Regions from separate parts of the Mus musculus genome. Here region 2 is linked to region 1. The links are chromatin contacts, called in public promoter capture Hi-C maps. All regions are on one chromosome and are shown on one strand. The core of a region is the stretch at or near the end of the contact, and the rest is flanking DNA. Distances in the headings are between cores, read along the strand shown.

The links. Promoter capture Hi-C pulls out the DNA fragments that hold promoters and counts their contacts.
Region 2: a contact with region 1 is called in a promoter capture Hi-C map of the C10 cell line, with 3 times the contacts expected there. The contact joins two enhancer-like sites. A contact is called at or near these places in 3 of 39 promoter capture datasets (the C10 cell line, cranial neural crest and hippocampal neurons), 1 of 484 Hi-C or Micro-C datasets (LSK cells) and 2 of 115 datasets of contacts at active chromatin or transcription factors (astrocytes and bone marrow-derived macrophages).

The regions. Positions count from the first base shown.
Region 1 is chr13:54,625,418-54,631,622 of GRCm38.p6, forward strand. All of the region lies in intron 1 of Faf2 (Fas associated factor family member 2), which reads left to right. Among named protein-coding and RNA genes, the nearest start is that of Faf2, 6.7 kb to the left of the region's middle. Within about 2 kb of position 3,939, at least 36 of the 459 cell types and tissues checked have an H3K27ac peak or open chromatin away from gene starts, as enhancers often do.
Region 2 is chr13:55,222,172-55,228,376 of GRCm38.p6, forward strand. All of the region lies in intron 2 of Nsd1 (nuclear receptor-binding SET-domain protein 1), which reads left to right. Among named protein-coding and RNA genes, the nearest start is that of Nsd1, 15 kb to the left of the region's middle. Within about 2 kb of position 2,385, at least 4 of the 459 cell types and tissues checked have an H3K27ac peak or open chromatin away from gene starts, as enhancers often do.

The sequences.
Region 1 (6,205 bases), core at 2,689-5,188:
TCTTTCTGCTTGCACAGAAATAAGACATTTACCCCTTTCTTTGTTTAGTTAAAAATGTATTGTATTTACTTAAATTGTGAGGGTCTGGGGCACACATGGCATGACACATACATCACATTCAAATAAACTTGTGAGATGAGGCCTGATCCTTCTGAGCAGTGAACTTGGGTCATCAGGCTCCTCGGGAAGCGCCTTCATCCGCTGAGCCATCTTGTCATTCCTGTTAGTTCATGAGACAGAATTTCGCTGGGTAGCCCATGTGGGCCAGGCTCACCTCAGCTAGCACTGTGGGATAGAGATGACGGGTGTGTACCGCCTACTCGGGGGAAAAAAAATGTGGCAAGTAGAGCATGACTCGCATTCTCTTTATTTAAGGTAAAGCCTGGACCCTGAGCTGTAGAAGCAAATTTATGTCATTTTGGGGACTAGGGTTATGAGTACCTGATAATTCTCATTTGTCCGTTTAAAAATATCACAGTGGTCGGGTAATGATAGCACACACCTTTAATCCCAGCACTCGGGAGGCAGAGGCAGGTGGATTTCTGAATTCGAGACCAGCCTGGTCTACAGAGTGAGTTCCAGGACAGCCAGGGCTACACAGAGAAACCCTGTCTCGAAAAACAAAAAATAAAAATCACATTGATCTGTTTGATTTCTGATTTTTCCACCTCATCCTGGCAAAGAAAGCTACTAGTGAGTTTTATAAGTCTTGGGTGAGTTCTTACATTGAGGGTGTGTGTGTTTGTGTGTGTGTGTGTGTAATGGGCACTGTCTGATTGACAGTATCCATTTTTTTAAATTATCCTTTAAAAGAAGAAAAATCCTATAGCCGGGCTGTGGTGTGCACACCTTTAATCCCAGCACTTGGGAGGCAGAGGCAGGCGGATCTCTGAGCTCAAGGCCAGCTTGGTCAGGATAGCCAAGGCTACACTGAAAATGTTTCCAAAATAAAAAACAAAAACAATCTTTTTCTTTGGCAATTTCATATATTTATACAATGTGCCTTTTTGTTTTGTTTTTGTTTTTGAGACATGGTCTTAATATAGCACTGGCTGGCTACAAATGCAGAGATCCCTTGACTCTGCCTCCTAAGTTCTAGCATTAAAGATGTGTGTCACCTTGCCCAGCCTATGCATTTATCTTGATTCTATTCATCCCCAGTCTCCCCTCTCCTCAGTCAGACACCCCCCAGCAGTTCTCTTTCCACTTTCATGCCCCCCACCCCCACCCCCAGCCTGCAGTAACACTGACACATGCTGGCTTGGTTTGTGCAGTTAGCTGCAGTGAGTTCATGAGTGTAAGGGCCATGTCGTGTCCAGAAGACAACCTGTAGTGCACTCTTCAGCTTTTCACATCCTTTCTACTCCCTCTTCTGCAGTGTTTGCTGCGTGTGCCTTGTGGGAGAGAGGTGATGGAAATGTCCTGTTTGAAGTTGAGCACTCAACAGGTGCTTTTTTTTTAACGTTTAATTATGCATATGTGTGAATGTTTGCGTGACTTTGTGACCATGAATGCAGATAACCACAGAGGATGTTGGGTCCCCTGGAACTGTAGTTCCAGGCCATCTTGAGCTGCCTGATGTGGGTGCTGAGAACTGAATTTTGGGCTCAGCAAGAGCGGTGTACTCTCTTAGCTGTAGAATTACCTCTTCTCCCCCATCCCCCCCTTTATATATTTGTAGCTAGCTTTTAAAACTAGTGAGTCTCCACAAGGGATTCTCTACGTCCTTAGCTTGTTTTTTAACCCACATCCACCCCACCCTTATCTCCCCATTTTTTTCATTTTGGGACAGGTGTCACAAATGGTCCCGACTGTCTAAAAATTCTGCCCCTGACTGCAATGAACTGGGATTACAGGCACGCCCACCACACTTGACTGTTGGTTTGTTTGCTTGCTTTTGTTTTTGAGACAGGTCTTACTGTGCAGTTCTCTCTGGCACCAAGCTTGCCTTGAATTTATAGATTTATAGATACCTGTCTGCCTCCGCCTCCGCCTCTCAAGCTTGGCTTATTTTTACTTCAAAACAAAAAACAACCAAGTAATCCATGAATAATATCCTAGGCAATATGACATTAAATAAAACAAGTAATTAAATCACGTTTTACTCTCTCATCCCAGTCTCAGGACTGTTGTGTTTCTTCCTGGACTTTTTTCTTCTGTATGTACAAATGCATAATTTTGAAGCTTTCTTGCCTTAATCCTCACCTCATGGAGTGTAAGAGATAGTTTCCATTTTCTTTTTCTTTTCTTTTTTTTTTTTTTAAGATTTATTTATTGGTTATATGTAAGTACACTGTAGCTGTCTTCAGACACTCCAGAAGAGGGAGTCAGATCTCGTTACGGATGGTTGTGAGCCACCATGTGGTTGCTGGGATTTGAACTCCAGACCTTTGGAAGAGCAGTCGGGTGCTCTTACTCACTGAGCCATATCACCAGCCCTAGTTCCCATTTTCTAAGGTCTAGTTTTTACCTCTTTGGGTTTTTGTTTTGTTTTGTTTTTTTATTTATTATATGTAAGTATACTGTAGCTGTCTTCAGACACACCAGAAGAGGGCGTCAGATCTCATTACAGATGGGTGTGAGCCAACATGTGGGTGCTGGGATTTGAACTCAGGACCTTCAGAAGAACAGTCCCTTAACCAAGAGTCAGTGCTCTTAACCTCTGAGACATCTCTCCAGCCCACCTCTTTGGTTTTTTAAATGTTATTTTTTGATATTTTAAGTGTTTATGTCTGTGTATGAGTTTCTCACATGCATGTCTGAATCGTTCGTTTTGGAATGGGAGTGATGGGTAATTGTCAATGCCATGTGGGTGCTAAGAATCGAGTCTAGGTCTTCTGTGAGAACAGTGCTCTTGAACAGCTGAACCAGCTCTCTAGCCTCTATTTGTTTATTTCTTCCTGTGTGTGTGTGTGTGCACACGCAGGCTTTCCTTTGCATATGTGTGGTATGCATGTGGAGGGTCTGAAGTTGGTATTAGGGATCACTGACAGTTGCTGTTCTACTGCATTCACTGTTGCAGGATCTCTCAGTGGAACCCAGAGCTCAGTGATATGGCTGGTCCTCTTAGCCTGCTTGCTCTGGGAATCCTTGTCTGTGCCTCTGGGGCTAGAATTACAAGTGGCCTCTGTACCCACCTGGTATTTATGTGGGTCCAGTCTTCATTTGTGTGCCGGGGCTGTAACTGTGGCATTATCTTGCCAGCCCATGTACAGTTTTAACACACTCACTTAGTTCTCTTTTCTTAAACTTTATTATTACTATAATTGCTTATGCCAGCATATGTATGAAGGCCACAGATAATTTTTCTCTCTTACCTTTACATGGGTTTTCAGGGATTGAGCATCGGGCTTGTGTGGCAGGATGTCAGCCCACTAAACTATCTCAAAAGCTTAAGTATTTCTGCTTTTATGAGTTCAGTTGTATTTGGGAAAGATGGTAGTGGAGGTAGAACCCAGGGCCTCGTGCACAGTAACCAGTTCCTTTCACTGAACTACTGCCTACTCATTAAATTGGACTGTTGACAAGAGTCACCTATGTGTGTGCTCGAGCCATTGTGTATTGGTGCTTGTCATAAACATTTAATTAAACATTATGAATGAGTAAAATACTTGAAAAACTGTTTTGTCTATATGAAATTAACTGCTTTGAAAAGGCTGTACAGGGACGAGTCACTGGGGGAAAATTGGTTTTGAGTTAGTTGTAGGCAAGATAATGACTTTGAGGAGAATGACTGAGGTGTAAGGGATTATATATTTCCTGTTTGGCAGATGTTTAAGGCTGCATTCTCCTTAAAAGAAATCCAATATGCTTTTGCTGTTAGTGGGCTTGTTCTGTTTATCTGGGATCGCTGCCTGGATGTCTGTGCTTGTTAAGGTGTTGCAATGCTCGACTCCCTCTGTAGACTCTCAGTTAATCGACTTGGCCATAGTTCCCATTCTCATTGGGCAAGAGAGTGTCTTTCTCTTACAGGGACATGTGTGTACTTGAAAATCAGCAGTGTGTGAGTGCCTGAGAAGACTGATTCTGGACTGAGGCTGCCCGGATGTGAGTTCTGCCCTCTCCAGTTACTAACTTTCTGCTCTGGGCAAGTTATCCTTTTCATTTGTCTCTGTGGCATGATTTCTTTGTGGACCAGCCTCACTGTTGGTACATTTTGTTCCCCTACAACAGAATACTCAAAGCTGGGCGATTTGTAAAGAACAAAAAATTGTTTCTTACAATTCTGAGGGCCAAGAAGTCCAAGTTTGAAAGGCCTATACACTAGACTGCCAGTGGTGTCTCATGCCTTTAATCCCAGCACACAGGAAGCAGTGAGTTCGAGGCTAATCTGGTCTATAGGTTCCAGGACAGCCAAGGCTACACAGAGAAAATTTTTGTTGTTGTTGTTGTTTTTATTTTAAGACAGGGTTTTCTCTGTATAGCCCTGGCTGTCCTGGAACTCACTTTGTAGACCAGGCTAACCTTGAACTCACAGAGATCCACCTGCCTTCTGCCTTCCAAGTTCTGGGTTAAAGGCATGGACCACTATTCCTGGCTGATTTGGAGAACTTTTACACATGAATTAAATTCATTTTGTAATTTTAAAATTACTTTATGTGTATGGGTATTTTGTCAGCATTGTATGTCTGTGAACATCTGAGTACTATGACCTTGGAGGACAGAAGAAGACATTGGAGCCTCTGAAACTGGAGTTATCTATGATTGAGGGCTGCTGTGTGGATGCTGGCCCTCCGCAAGAGCAGTCCGAGGTTTTAACTGCCCTGCCATCTCTCCAGCCCCCCACCTGCATTTTGCATTAGGAGTGAATATGACACTTTGGGGGACTGAGGTGGAATGTTATTTAAAATAATGTGTTTAGGTATTAAGTGACAGGGAATGGACCTATGGATGTTGTTGTTTTAAAGTGTGTCTATGAGGACCTTTCCAGAGAGATTTAACTATGAAGGAAAGGTTCATAGGATGGCTCCCACACCGAGTAAAAAGAGAAAGGAGATCAGCTGAGCGTCAGGGTTTGTCCTCTCTGCCTGCAGATGCAGGGTGACTTCTTTACCATGATGAACTGTGTCTCCTAAGACCATGAGCCATGTGTATATTCAACCACTCCTCCCTTGGTGTCTGGTCACAGCAACAAGAAGGCACAAGGTGACACACAGGTATACCTGAGAGATAGAATTAAACCCACTTTGAGGATAGAAAGTATTTGTGACTAAATAATAATGTTTTGGAACTGGAGAGAGAGCTCAGCTGTTAAGAGCACTGATGCTTTCCAGAGACCCCAGGTTTAATTTCCACCACCCATAAGTTCACAACCCAAGTCCCTGGGGGTTCTGAAACCCTCTTCCTGCCCTTGTGGGCATTATGTAGACTTGGTGCACAGAGAAACATGCATGCAGAACACCTGTATACTTAAAGGCTTAAAAGGTTTTTTCCAATTCATGGGTGGCTTTTTCACTTAAATATTTAAAACCTTATTTTGAAACATGTTGAAGCAAATTTTCCCAGAGGGGAGAAGCTGAAAGGTGGGGAGGTGAGGTGGCCTCTTGGATTGATTCTGAGCAGAGGAGTCACCTTTAGAGGCTGGCCAGGGTCACAGTGATTCTGCTTTTTGTTGTAGCGAAATGCCTCAGATTGCAGGACACTAGAGTGGGACTCAGTCAAAGGTGAGCATATTTTATTTTTTTTCCTAAAATTTAACCATAGTACTTTATATTGTAAGCAAGCTCAGGCTCATTTCACAGCACCTCACAAATACCTTTATAATAAATACATCAAAAAAAAACCAAAAAACAAAAAAAAAAACCAAAAAACAAAAAAGCGGTGGCGGCACACACCTTTAATCCCAGCACTCGGGAGGCAGAGGCAGGCGGATTTCTGAGTTTGAGGCCAGCCTGGTCTACAGAGTTCCAGGACAGCCAGGGCTACACAGAGAAACCCTGTCTTGAAAAAACAACAAAAAAAAAAAAATCAATAAAATAAACAAATAAATAAATACATCCTTTTCATCCTTGATAAGACACTGAGGTGACAGAAAGCTCTAAGCCTGAGATGTTAGGCACTTCCTGACATGTTGCCATGAACCTAAGAAGAACCTGAAGAAAACCTAAGGAACCTGAAGAAGCTGAACCTAAGACAGATGGCTCACGGGCTGGAGAGATGGCTCAGTGGTTAAGAGCACCGACTGCTCTTCCGAAGGTCCTGAGTT
Region 2 (6,205 bases), core at 1,135-3,634, 600 kb after region 1:
TAACCTTACATATTTTGTTTTGTTTTGTTTTTTTGTTTGATTTTTAAAGATTTATTTATTTACTATATGTAAGTACACTGTAGCTGTCTTCAGACACCCCAGAAGAGGGCATCATGGATGGTTGTGAGCCACCATGTGGTTGCTGGGATTTGAACTCAAGACCTTCGGAAAAGCAGTCAGTGCTCTCAACCGCTGAGCCATCTCTCTAGCCCCACATTTTTTTTATAATTATTTGATATAGATAATAATTTCTATGCCATGATCTATAAAATATTGCAGAACAATTAAAGGGTAATAGAATTCAGTGCTTAAAGTGATTTTTGTTTAAAAGAACCTAGGGCTATGTAGTTCAAGCTAACCTTAAACTAAAGATCCTTTTGCCTTAGCTTGCTGAATTGATTACAGGTGTATCCTATCATAACTGGTTTAAAGTATTTTGGAAACAGCTTTTAAGGTAAAAGTGTTACTATACAACAGGTAAAATTAAGCTTCTGATACTAGTTTTTTGGTAGAGGTGATATTAGAGTCTTTGTTTTTTAGATAGGCAAGCCTATCTAACTCCTGCAGTCTTGGCTTCTCAAATACTAGGATTATAGGTACAAGCCTCTATACTCACCTGTAAGTGAAGTCTTTATAGGTAGGTACTGTATCAGTTTTTTTGTTATCTATGACATTATTATCTATGGATAAACTGACAGAATTGTGAGGACAAAGGTAACTTTTTATAATTCTCGATAGGTTTACAGCTGCTTTGATTACCATAAAGAAGTGTAACAATTTAGGGGCTGGAGAGATGGCTTAGTGTTTGAGAACTTGAATTTTATTGCTAAACTCCTGTGTTGGCTGTACACAACCACCTGTAAGCCCTGTTCTAGGAGAGCTGATGTCTTCATTTAGCCTCTGTGGGCACTTGTACACATGTTGCATACACACATGCAGGTAAATTAATTTTTTTTTTTTTTTTTTTGCTATGTATACTTTTTGAGACAGGGTCTCATTATGTAGTCTTGATTGGCATGGAACTCATGTATACTATGCTGGTCTCAGAAATCTCCTTACGTCTTCTTCTTGGGCACTAAGATTAAAGTTCTGTGCTACCATTAGCAGCAAAAATAGATTTTAAAAAATCTATACTATGTGATACAGCAGTGTGCAATATTGAGTCTAGCATCTGCTCAGTTTGGATAACACTGGATCTTATCCTTTGTTTTCTATTCCTTTTTGAAAGTCTCTTGTGTTCCAGTGTGACTTCTCATTGGCTGTTTTATTGAGGATGGTCTTGATCTTGTGATATTCTTGCCTCTACCTCAGAGTTCAGGGAGTGTAGTGTGCACCACCATACCCAGTGAGACTGGCTTAGCATGCCAGGTGTCATGCGTGCTCAGCAGGCCTGGTCACAACCCAGTCACATCGCTATCACAAATTAAAATTTCTTTCCTTGTCTTGAGACAGGGGCTTACTGTGTACTAGCTTACAATCAGACTGGCTTGTAACTTTGGTGATCCTCTGTAGTATCTGTCTCATCTCTCCCCCTCTCCTTCCTCCCTCCCTCCCTCCCTCCCTCCCTCCCTCCCTCCCTCAGTCTTCCCTTCCTCCCCCACACTGACCCCAACACACACACACACACACGCACACAATTTGTTGCTTGTTTTTGAGATGTTGTTTGTTAGTAACCCTGGCCTCAATTGAGGGAATGAAGGCATGCACCACCACACCCATTAGAAAAAAATTCTTTAACGTTTTTGTGGGTATATATGGCTGTTGCAGTGCACGTGTAGAAGGCAGGGAGCAACTCTGGAGCGAGTTTTCTCCTCCTTTTTTGTGGGTTCCAGGGATTGCACTAAAGTAGTCAGGCTTAACAGTAAGGGTTTCTATCCATTGAACCATTGTGCTAGCTTTCAAACTTAATATTTGAATAAACATGTAGTGAAAAAATTTAAAGTGTACCAGTGAAATTGCTGTACTGTACTGGGCCTGGTTAGTTAACATCTTTCCTTACTATGTCTTCTTTCCACTTAATAGCACAAAGTAGCAGATTATGTACACGTGAAGATTCTGGGCTCTAGTGTGTTCTAGCCCTTTCATATGATTTACATTATCCGTGTGTTCTAGCTCTTTCATATATATATGATTTACATTATCCGTGTGTTCTAGCCCTTTTGTATGATTTACATTATCCGTGTGTTCTAGCCCTTTTGTATGAATTACATTATCCGTGTGTTCTAGCCCTTTTGTATGATTTACGTTATCCGTGTGTTCTAGCCCTTTTGTATGACTTGCTTTGCTTTCCTCATGTTGCCCAGCCTGGCTTAGAACTTACCTCCTGTCCCAGCCTCCCAAGAGAATGTTGGAATCTTAGGCATGTACTACTGGGCCTGCTTAGATTTATAATTGAGAAAAGTAAACACATCTGTAGTAGAGAGAGTGCTTGCCTAGCATGCAGAATGTAGTGAGTTCAGTCCCTGGCATTCTGTATAAACAGGTGAAGATAGTGCACAGCATGAGTCTACCACTTGGTGGGGCAAAAGAAGGAGGGTCTCTTAAGAGTTCAGTGCCAGCTAGGGCTATGCTGTCTCAACAATAAATTTAACAGTAATTCAGTAGGCTAAAGACTAATTTGTTTAGGGGAAGTCATATAACCAAGGTACCATTGTCCTAAAGTTACCTGACTTTAAGTCATCAACGAGTAACTTGCTTGTATAGATTTATTATTTTGCTAAGTTTTGTTTGGATGTTACAAGGATAGAGTTTAATTTTCTGTAATTATTTCAAATGATGCCTAGAAAAAAAATTGAAAACTACAATATATAAGAAAAAAATCATGCCAGGCACTGGTGGCACATACCTTCAATCCCAGCACTCAGGAGACAAAGGTAAGTAGATCTCTGTGAATTTGAGGCCAGTCTGGTCTACAGAGTGAGTTCCAGGACAGCCATGGTTACCTAGAAACTCAAAAAACCAAAAGATTAAACATAAAAATAAAAGTAAATAAGTAGAAGAAGAGTAGTTAATATTATGGTTTGACTACAATCTGGCATATAACTTAAGCTACTGGGAAGTGCTACTTTGTATAGCATTTAAATTACTATTTATTATTATTATTATTTTGGTGTTTCTAGATAGTTTCTCTTGTATCCTTGGCTGTCCTGGAAGTCACACTGTAGATCATGCTGTCCTTGAACTCAGATTAACCTGCTGCCTCTCGAGTGCTGGGATTAAAGGCATGTGTCACCACAGCCTACCTTAAAGTATTAACAAAGGGCAACATTTTTATAAAAATTTCATTCATGGCAAATGACTTCTGCTTACATTTTATTACAAAGTATACTTGTAATATGAACATGACAATATTCTACCATTTCAATGACGTTTAAGATCAGTGTTTGAAATAAAGATTTGTTGAAAGGATTCATTAGATTATTATTTTTACTAGTTATATATCTAGTACGCAATATACATTTATCAGAAGTGTTAAAATTGGCTTTTGTCATTTTACTTTCTCTGATAGTGCAGTTAAAATCTAGAAAGAGTGCCGGGCGGTGGTGGTGCACGCCTTTAATTCAGCACTCATGAGGCAGAGGCAGGTGGATTTCTGAGCTCTAGGCCAGCCTGGTGTAGAGTGAGTTCCAGGACAGCCAGGGCTACACAGAGAAACCCTGTCTCGAAAAACCAAAAAAAAAAAAAAAAAATCTAGAAAGGCCCATTTTTATAAAAGTCTGCGTTGTTTGTGAAGTGCTCATAATAACTTTGTGTTTATAGTCTTGTGATGTAAGGATGAGTTTTTCTCTTCAGACAGGATCATGCTATCCAGACTAGGCTGGCTTTTTTTTTTTTTTTTTTTTTTTTTGTTTTGTTTTTTCGAGACAGGGTTTCTCTGTGTAGCCCTGGCTGTCCTGGAACTCACTCTGTAAACCAGGCTGGCCTCGAACTCTGAAATCCTCCTGCCTCTGCCGCCCGAGTGCTGGGATTAAAGGCGTGCGCCACCACGCCCGGCTTAGGCTGGCTTTTAACTTGCCATGATTTCAACTTTTTTCTGCTCTCCTCAGTTTACGTTGGGAGACTCAGTAACTGTTGACTGTTCTTTTCTCAACGTGCTTTTGAACCGGTGTCATTCCCAGGGTTTCCTCCCCAGTGCATTAAGACTTCAGATGCTTTTTAACTGTGTTAAAGATTTCCATTTACATTGTATGCTATTTTACTTCTGACTATTTAAAGTTGCTTTATATTTTAAAGAGCAAAGTGTAAGATGAACATTTTCATATGGGAGCTGGAGAGTGGCTCATTGAATAAGAGCCTGCTCTTCAATTCCCAACACCCACATGGAGGCTGACAGTTATTCGTAACTCTAATTCCAGGGGATCTGATGACCTCTTTTGGACTCCATGAGCATCAGGCATGCTTATGGTACACAAACATGCATGCAAAACACCCATATACATAATACTAAAAACAATTTTTTCACACACAGTAGTTTGTTTTTCAGACATTATCTTCTGTGTTGCTCAGGTTCACCTTATAATTTTGGTATCATATGATCGATCCTTCTGTCTTATTACCATCCTGAGGAGCTGAGACTAAGAATCATATCATTTGGCTGATATATGCACATACAATTGAAAAACAAAACAAAACAAAACAGTCCAACCTTGGTAGCGCTACTGTCAGTACCTTACTATATTTTATGTGGATATGTGGGCCACTATAATGTATCTACCTAAAGAGCTGCCAGTTAGGTATGGTGGTGCCTACCAGCAATTCCAGCAGTTGGGTCAAACCAGGAGTTCAAAAATATCCTTGTTTACACTGAATTAGAGGTAAGACTGTGTCTCAAAATTATGGGAGAGCAAACAAGATGACTGCCCAGGAAAATGCACTTGCCACCAAGCCCGATAACCTATTCTTGGATCCAGCACATGAAGATTTATGTATTTGTGCTTATATACAAGCTGTGTGTCACACACACACACACACACACACACACACACACACACACACACGAACAATATAAATACACAAGAGTTTCCTTATCCTTTTAACTATTTTTTTATGTTATGCATATGAATGTTTACCTGATAGATATGTATACCACATGTGCGCAGAGGCCAGAAGAGGGTGTTAGATTTTCTCTGAAACTAGAATTACAGGCCAGTGTGAGCTGTCATGTGGGTGCTGGGAACTGAATTTTGGTTCTCCAGGAGAACATTAAGTGCTCTCAATTGTTGGGCCATCTTTTCAGCCCCAAATTGCTTCATTTTTATTCTTTCAGATAATTGGATGAACCACAGTTAATAATTAGTCATTGTTGATAAACATTGAGTTTGCTTTTGGTATTTTGCTAACATACCTAAGTTCTGCAATAATTGGTCTTGTATATATACCATCGTATGATAAACATGCATGTATCTAAGGATAACATATTCTGGGTATTACAACATAAGACTGTTATTGTAGCCCTCAGGAAGCTGAAGCAGGAGGATTGAGAATTTGAAGATGGCTTTAGGATGACAGGCACAACATTTTACTAATGATGTTATCTCCCTGCACCCCTCCTTCCCCGTTTGATGTAGGGCCTATTTATTTGGTTTTTATTTTATCTTTATTTTAAGATAGATCCTTGCTATTAACCCAGGCTAGCATTGAAGTCCAAACAGTCCTTTTGCTTCAGTCTCTAGAGTGCTGGGCTTCCAGGGGTGAACCATTACCTGTTGAGACAAGATCTTGTTAAAGAAGATTTCCTTTTGTTTTATATGTATGAGTATTTGCCTGCGTGTATGTGTGTGTACCACATGCATGCCTAGTATTCAAAAAGGCCAGAAGAGGCTGCTGAATACCCTAGAACTGTAGTTACAGATATTTGTGGTCTGCCCTGTAGGTGCTAGGAACTGAATCCAGGTCCTTTGCAAATACAGCTGAGTTATCTTCCTGCCCCCAGAATCCTTTTTCATTTTATTTTATTTTTATGTTTTGAGATAATTTCTTACCCTAGCCCAGGGTATCCTTTAACTCCTGATCCTCCTGCCTCTGCCTTCCAAGAGCTGGGATTTTAGATGTGTGCCACCATTCCTGGTTAGGCATTGCTGGGGAGTGAACCCAGGGCTTTGACCATACTAGACAAGGATTCTACCAGCTGAGCCACTGCCTCCACCCTAGTTTTAACTCCTTAGGAGCTTTGTTCTGATACTTAGCAGACAAGAATGGGGTTTTT